2 separate regions of the Pan troglodytes genome follow, and region 1 is linked to region 2. A link is a contact called in public HiChIP or PLAC-seq data. All regions are on one chromosome and are shown on one strand. The core of a region is the stretch at or near the end of the contact, and the rest is flanking DNA. Distances in the headings are between cores, read along the strand shown. Region 1 holds the start of PTHLH (parathyroid hormone like hormone). Region 2 holds the start of CCDC91 (coiled-coil domain containing 91).

Evidence for each region. HiChIP or PLAC-seq counts read pairs in DNA pulled down with a chosen protein or histone mark.
Region 1: an H3K4me3 HiChIP or PLAC-seq map of stem cell-derived excitatory neurons shows a contact between it and region 2, with 4 times the contacts expected there. The contact joins the promoter of PTHLH here to the promoter of CCDC91 in region 2. A contact is called at or near these places in 1 of 7 Hi-C or Micro-C datasets (stem cell-derived neural progenitor cells) and 1 of 1 datasets of contacts at active chromatin or transcription factors (stem cell-derived excitatory neurons).

Annotation. Positions count from the first base shown.
Region 1 is chr10:67,569,834-67,572,533 of NHGRI_mPanTro3-v2.0_pri, forward strand. PTHLH (parathyroid hormone like hormone) reads left to right here and starts at 1,395. Exons shown (of 4, transcript XM_009425687.4): 1 at 1,395-1,664; 2 at 2,173-2,295. The coding sequence starts at 2,195.
Region 2 is chr10:67,348,072-67,350,771 of NHGRI_mPanTro3-v2.0_pri, forward strand. CCDC91 (coiled-coil domain containing 91) reads right to left here and starts at 1,351. Exons shown (of 11, transcript XM_016923731.4): 1 at 1,156-1,351.

The sequences.
Region 1 (2,700 bases), core at 145-2,644, 220 kb after region 2:
AGAAAAGATGCCCCCCCACCCAACCTAAGCAGCAAACTTTAACTGCTAGCTAGCTGCAGTGAACCAGTGGGAGCCCCGATGAGCGAGGGTCTCGGTGACAGCGTGCTATTTCTCCCACTCTGGGTAAAATATGTGGAGCATCACCCGGAAAGTCAGGCTTGATAAAGGCCACACTCCTTGAATCATCTCAAGAATCTAAATCACACTAGCCTTCTAGAAACTAATGAACCCTACCAGCAGGATTGCCTAGAAGACAAATACCCCTTGAATGGTTCCCAGTCCACTCGCGCTCTTTTCAAAAAGTTAGAGGAGCCCTGGGGCGGGTATCCACTCCCGCTGCAATCCTTTCCTAGATGATACTACCCAGTAATTCCGAGCAGTCTTTCTTCCCCGCCCATTAGCTTTGGAAAGAACCTCGGCTTTCCCGTCGCTTCTCCCAGGCAGAGCAGCACATAACCATAGTTCCACTGCATCTGTCCGCTGGCTGCAGCGACTCGGATACAGTCTTCCAAGAATCTGTAACCTGGGACTTTGGAGGGGGAGGGGACAACCAGGTAGGGTATCAGAGAAAGGATGGGTTAGACTCCCGACCATGAGTGAAAAGGGCCGTGTGCGTGCTCCAGGAGTGTCGGTCCCCCTCTGCAATTCAAAAGGGGGATCTCTCCTGTGCGCGGGTTTTTTGGGACCGGCTCCAGATGTCTCCCAGCAGTTCTGAAACAGCAAAAAGTGCAATTTATATATGAAGTCTGGAACTGTTTTTGTTCTTCTAAGCAAAAGATCTCCGTCTCTCTAGCCGATGCTCCCCACTCAGTTCATCCCGGGAATGGGCCAGGGAGGAAGGTTCTCATGCATCGCCCCGAGCTGCCAGGCGAGCTTCGGGCTCCTTAAATTCACAGGCCAACAGCCCGCGTCCTCTCCGCGCAGGCTCCCGGTTGCCCGCGGTCCCCGGCCCAGCTCCTTGGCCTCCTCCTCGTCGGTCCGCCCCTGGTGGTCTTGGCGCCCGCTCGTCCAGCTCGGCGCGCCGGGGACCGCCGGCTGCCCGGGGCAGTCCGCACGCCCTCGGGGATCTCGGCTCCCGGATCCGCCGCGCCGGCAGGAGCCGGCCGGGCCTGGAGGGAGCAAGCGGATGCGCCCACGCCCCCGGCCCGGGGATGGCGCGACAGGGCCCGGGCTCCGGGGTGGGGCTCGGCAGAGCTCCTGACAGCTCCGGGGTCGGCAGCGCGGGAGTGGGGAGCTCCGCCGCTCGCCGCTCATTCCCGGCTCGGGGCTCCCCTCCATTCGCTCGGGCGGCGCGGGGCCCGTTCGGGCAGCCCGTCGCCGCCCCCGCCCCCCGCGCGCCCGCCCGCCCGCCTGCGCCCTCGCTCGCCCCGCGCGCGTTCCTAGGGCGCCACCTCTTTGCGACTAGCTCACTTCTCCGGCAGGTTTGCCTCGGAGCGTGTGAACATTCCTCCGCTCGGTTTTCAACTCGCCTCCAACCTGCGCCGCCCGGCCAGCATGTCTCCCCGCCCGTGAAGCAGGGCTGCCGCCTCCCTGCCGCTCCGGCTGCCACTAACGACCCGCCCTCGCCGCCACCTGGCCCTCCTGATCGACGACACACGCACTTGAAACTTGTTCTCAGGGTGTGTGGAATCAACTTTCCGGAAGCAACCAGCCCACCAGAGGAGGTAGACAGACAGCTATGTATATATATGTGGGTTTCGCTACAAGTGGCTCTGGAACGAAAGGGCCTGGTTCGCAAAGAAGCTGACTTCAGAGGGGGAAACTTTCTTCTTTTAGGAGGCGGTTAGCCCTGTTCCACGAACCCAGGAGAACTGCTGGCCAGATTAATTAGACATTGCTATGGGAGACGTGTAAACACACTACTTATCATTGATGCATATATAAAACCATTTTATTTTCGCTATTATTTCAGAGGAAGCGCCTCTGATTTGTTTCTTTTTTCCCTTTTTGCTCTTTCTGGCTGTGTGGTTTGGAGAAAGCACAGTTGGAGTAGCCGGTTGCTAAATAAGTAAGTGCTGAGAGGCTCCAGAGAAATTTTTTTTCTTTTCAACTTGGGAGATGCCCTTGATGTTGAAGAGGCTTTTTGAGAGCGGGCTAAAAAGGGGGAGCGGAGTAGTGCGGGGAGATGGAGAGTCCGGACTGACACTCGGGTCCCATTCCCTTCTGTTGCAGGTCCCGAGCGCGAGCGGAGACGATGCAGCGGAGACTGGTTCAGCAGTGGAGCGTCGCGGTGTTCCTGCTGAGCTACGCGGTGCCCTCCTGCGGGCGCTCGGTGGAGGGTCTCAGCCGCCGCCTGTAAGTGCCCCATCCTCCCCAGGGCGCCGGGTTGGGGAGGCCAGGGGGAGGGGCTGCCAAGCTGGGATGCTGCCGAGGGCTTGCAGCGGTCACCGATGCTCCTTGCCCGGGTTAGGGAGAGGGACCATCCCGGATACCTGCCGGGGCCTGAGCCCGGGTCCTCAAACCTGGCAGGAGAACTGGTTGATCTTCAACGGGAGACAGGCAAGAGAGAGATTTTATGGGTGTTTCCATAAGAGGGAGCGTTTCACAGAATCTCTTCTAGGGAAAGATCCTCTGCCTCTAGTGGAAAAGAAAAAAAGTTGGGGGGTGATGGTTACTGTCAGGACCCAGGAAGCTTCTGAAACTCGGAGGAAGCTGAGCGGTCCTGGGGACGTATGGCCTGCGCGCTTGTATACATACTGA
Region 2 (2,700 bases), core at 101-2,600:
ACCTAATAGGTACAGACAGTATAGCCAATCCCCTCAACGCAATAGAAATTGTAGCAGAGGGCAATCAGGTGATCATTAAGTGTAGAACTCTCCGACAGCAGGGAACACAACAGCGAATTTGTTGTCAGTCCCTGTCACCCCACCCAACTAAATATTGTTGGGGGGGAAGGGTTGCCTTAAATTGTGAAGTAAAATGTCAGCCCACTCCAATAACTCCACCACGCAACATGCAAACTGCTTCCAAAAACCATCATCCAACTCCCACCCGGATTAATATTTGGAGAGAAAGGTGGCATCAGTATCCGCACAGCTGAGAGGGGAGGGAAGGAAAGAGTCAGAATTCATAAGGGGCCGCTGAGTCACCTAAAATTGTGGCCAAGACTTTACCCTCCAGGAAATCGAGCTCTGCCCCAACTCTCATCAAGGAAGCAAGTGAGAGTAGCAGCAGCAACATCATCCTACCAAAAAAACACCAGGGCAGCTTTTAATAGAGTTCCACTCCTTAAAGTGAAGCCAAAAATAGGTTTCATGTCCAAAGCTTTCCTCCGCAGTAGGCGACACGCGCAGATGGAGAAAATATCTTTATTGTTGGGAAAGGGAGGCGTGCTAACGGGGACGAAGGATACTTCACCACTTGGCAAAGTTACTGGCTCCTGCCTTGACCCTGAAATGCCACTTTTATTGCAACATGTGGCCCAAGAAACTCTAAGGAAATGTGGCTGGCAGACGCTGTAGAGCTTTTACCCCGATGTACTTGGCAAAGTAAAAGGGGATACATAAACCAGGCGCGTTCTGTGTAATCTAAGCAAGAATCAAGGTCTCCGTTCGGTAGGCGCTTCGGTGACACAATAATCACGTGTTCGTGGGCGTAGACTTTCGAAAACACTCGATTCTGGGACGTGCAGGTACCGGTACCTACCGGCGAGCGCAGGAACGAGTGGGCACTCCCACCCCCGGGAGCTGGCTCCGTTCCCGCAGGAGGTTGGTCACGCCCCCTGACTCCTGGTCGCTGCGACAGCCAAGGGCGAGGCCGCAGCAGGCGGGCTGCAGGCGGCGGAAGCTCGTCCGCGCTCCTCCCCCGGTGGGGCGCTCTCCGCTCGCCTCGCGCGGCCCCGACCCCAAGACCCAGGCCCCGGAAAGCGAGCGTTCACTTACCTGCTCCCCTCTCTCGCTCTCCGCTGCCGCCGCTGCGCCGCTCACCCACGCTGCCCGGTGAGCCACCCCCAGCACACAGACCCCTACGCGTACACCCGAGGCACGGCCCCAGGCCCTTGAGGGGAGACCGCGGCCCAGCCACACAGGTTGGGGTAGCCCACGCACCACCCGGCTTCGAACACCTCTGCCCCCGGAAGTTGATTTCCGCCAAGGCCCGCCCAACACAGCGCCCGTCACTCAACGTAAACACGCGCGTCACGTGGCCCCAGGCCGAGGCCCGGGTCGGGGCCCCATGTTCAGAGCCCTGCCACCCCAGCTTGAGCGTGGTCTTTGGAGCGTTGCCCTGTGAAAAGGGGTGACTTTGCCATGCTCCTTCCCAGTCTACCTCCTGTTAGTTACAGTTTCTCATTCCTCTTGAGTAGCAGGCCCTGTTTCTCCACCTGATCCCTGCAAATAAACCGTCCCCAAAAATCAAAATGAGTTCCACCTGGAACTTTGTAGGATTGGTCCTAAGAAGATCCCGCTGAATCTCTTCACCACTTCCTAGCAGAGTACAGTAAAACCGGGGACTAAGCAAAGTGGCTGACATGTAGTAAGTGCTCAAGAAATGGATGTTGACTAGATGCTTCCTCTCATCTTTGCCTGTCTGAACTCTCAAGCACCGGATGCAAGTAGACTGAGAGCCTCCGCCAACCAGTAAGATGACTTCGGTCAAAGAATTCTGCTCTAGAGTTACTTTTGTTCTTGTCTTCAACTCCAGATCACAGCAATTCATACGTGCCATCTCTGTTGCAGAGTTTTCTTGCAAAGCCTTTCTTAAAAGCTTTCTGTCAAATAGCTTGTCCTGAAGCAATAGGAAAAGAATAGCGTAATTCACAGATTATTTATTTGAAAGGAAGGAATGATTATATAGATGTCTTTGTCCATTTCAGACTGTCAATAGCGATGAGAGAAACAGTCAACTAGCAGTCCACTCGTGAATGTTTCTTCTGTTTTTGCCATGGAAGGATTTTGAAGAACATTCATTCAACAAATTTTTATTGATTGTATACCACATACCTAGTCCTGGGCCAAGTTTTGACAATTCAAGAGTGAACAAGGTAACACTCAAGATATTTGTCTTCAAGAAGCTTACAGTCTAGTGAGAAAGAAAGACACTAACCTGGGGACTTTGAGCATAAATCTCTGGAATATTCACATTCCTTGTATAACAAGTATTCTTTCATCCTTGGACACTGGGTTTCTCATCTGTTGAACAAAATTGGCTTAAACCTGTAATCTCTGTTCTGTACTGGAAGTGGAAAATATTAGCAAGGCATCCTGACAAGTCTGCCATAAGTGCTGGCCTAAGTAGTTAATGAGCAGTTTCAGTATTGAGCAAGTCACCTTGACTACATTATTTTTCCAGCCCACCCCCTTCTTTATGCATACAAAAAACATTTCTATTGTAAGAAATATAATGCTTTCTTACACATATTTTTTTAATCTGTCTACTAGACTACCAAGTCAAGGGACCACTTCTCACTTGTATATCCAGCAATCTAC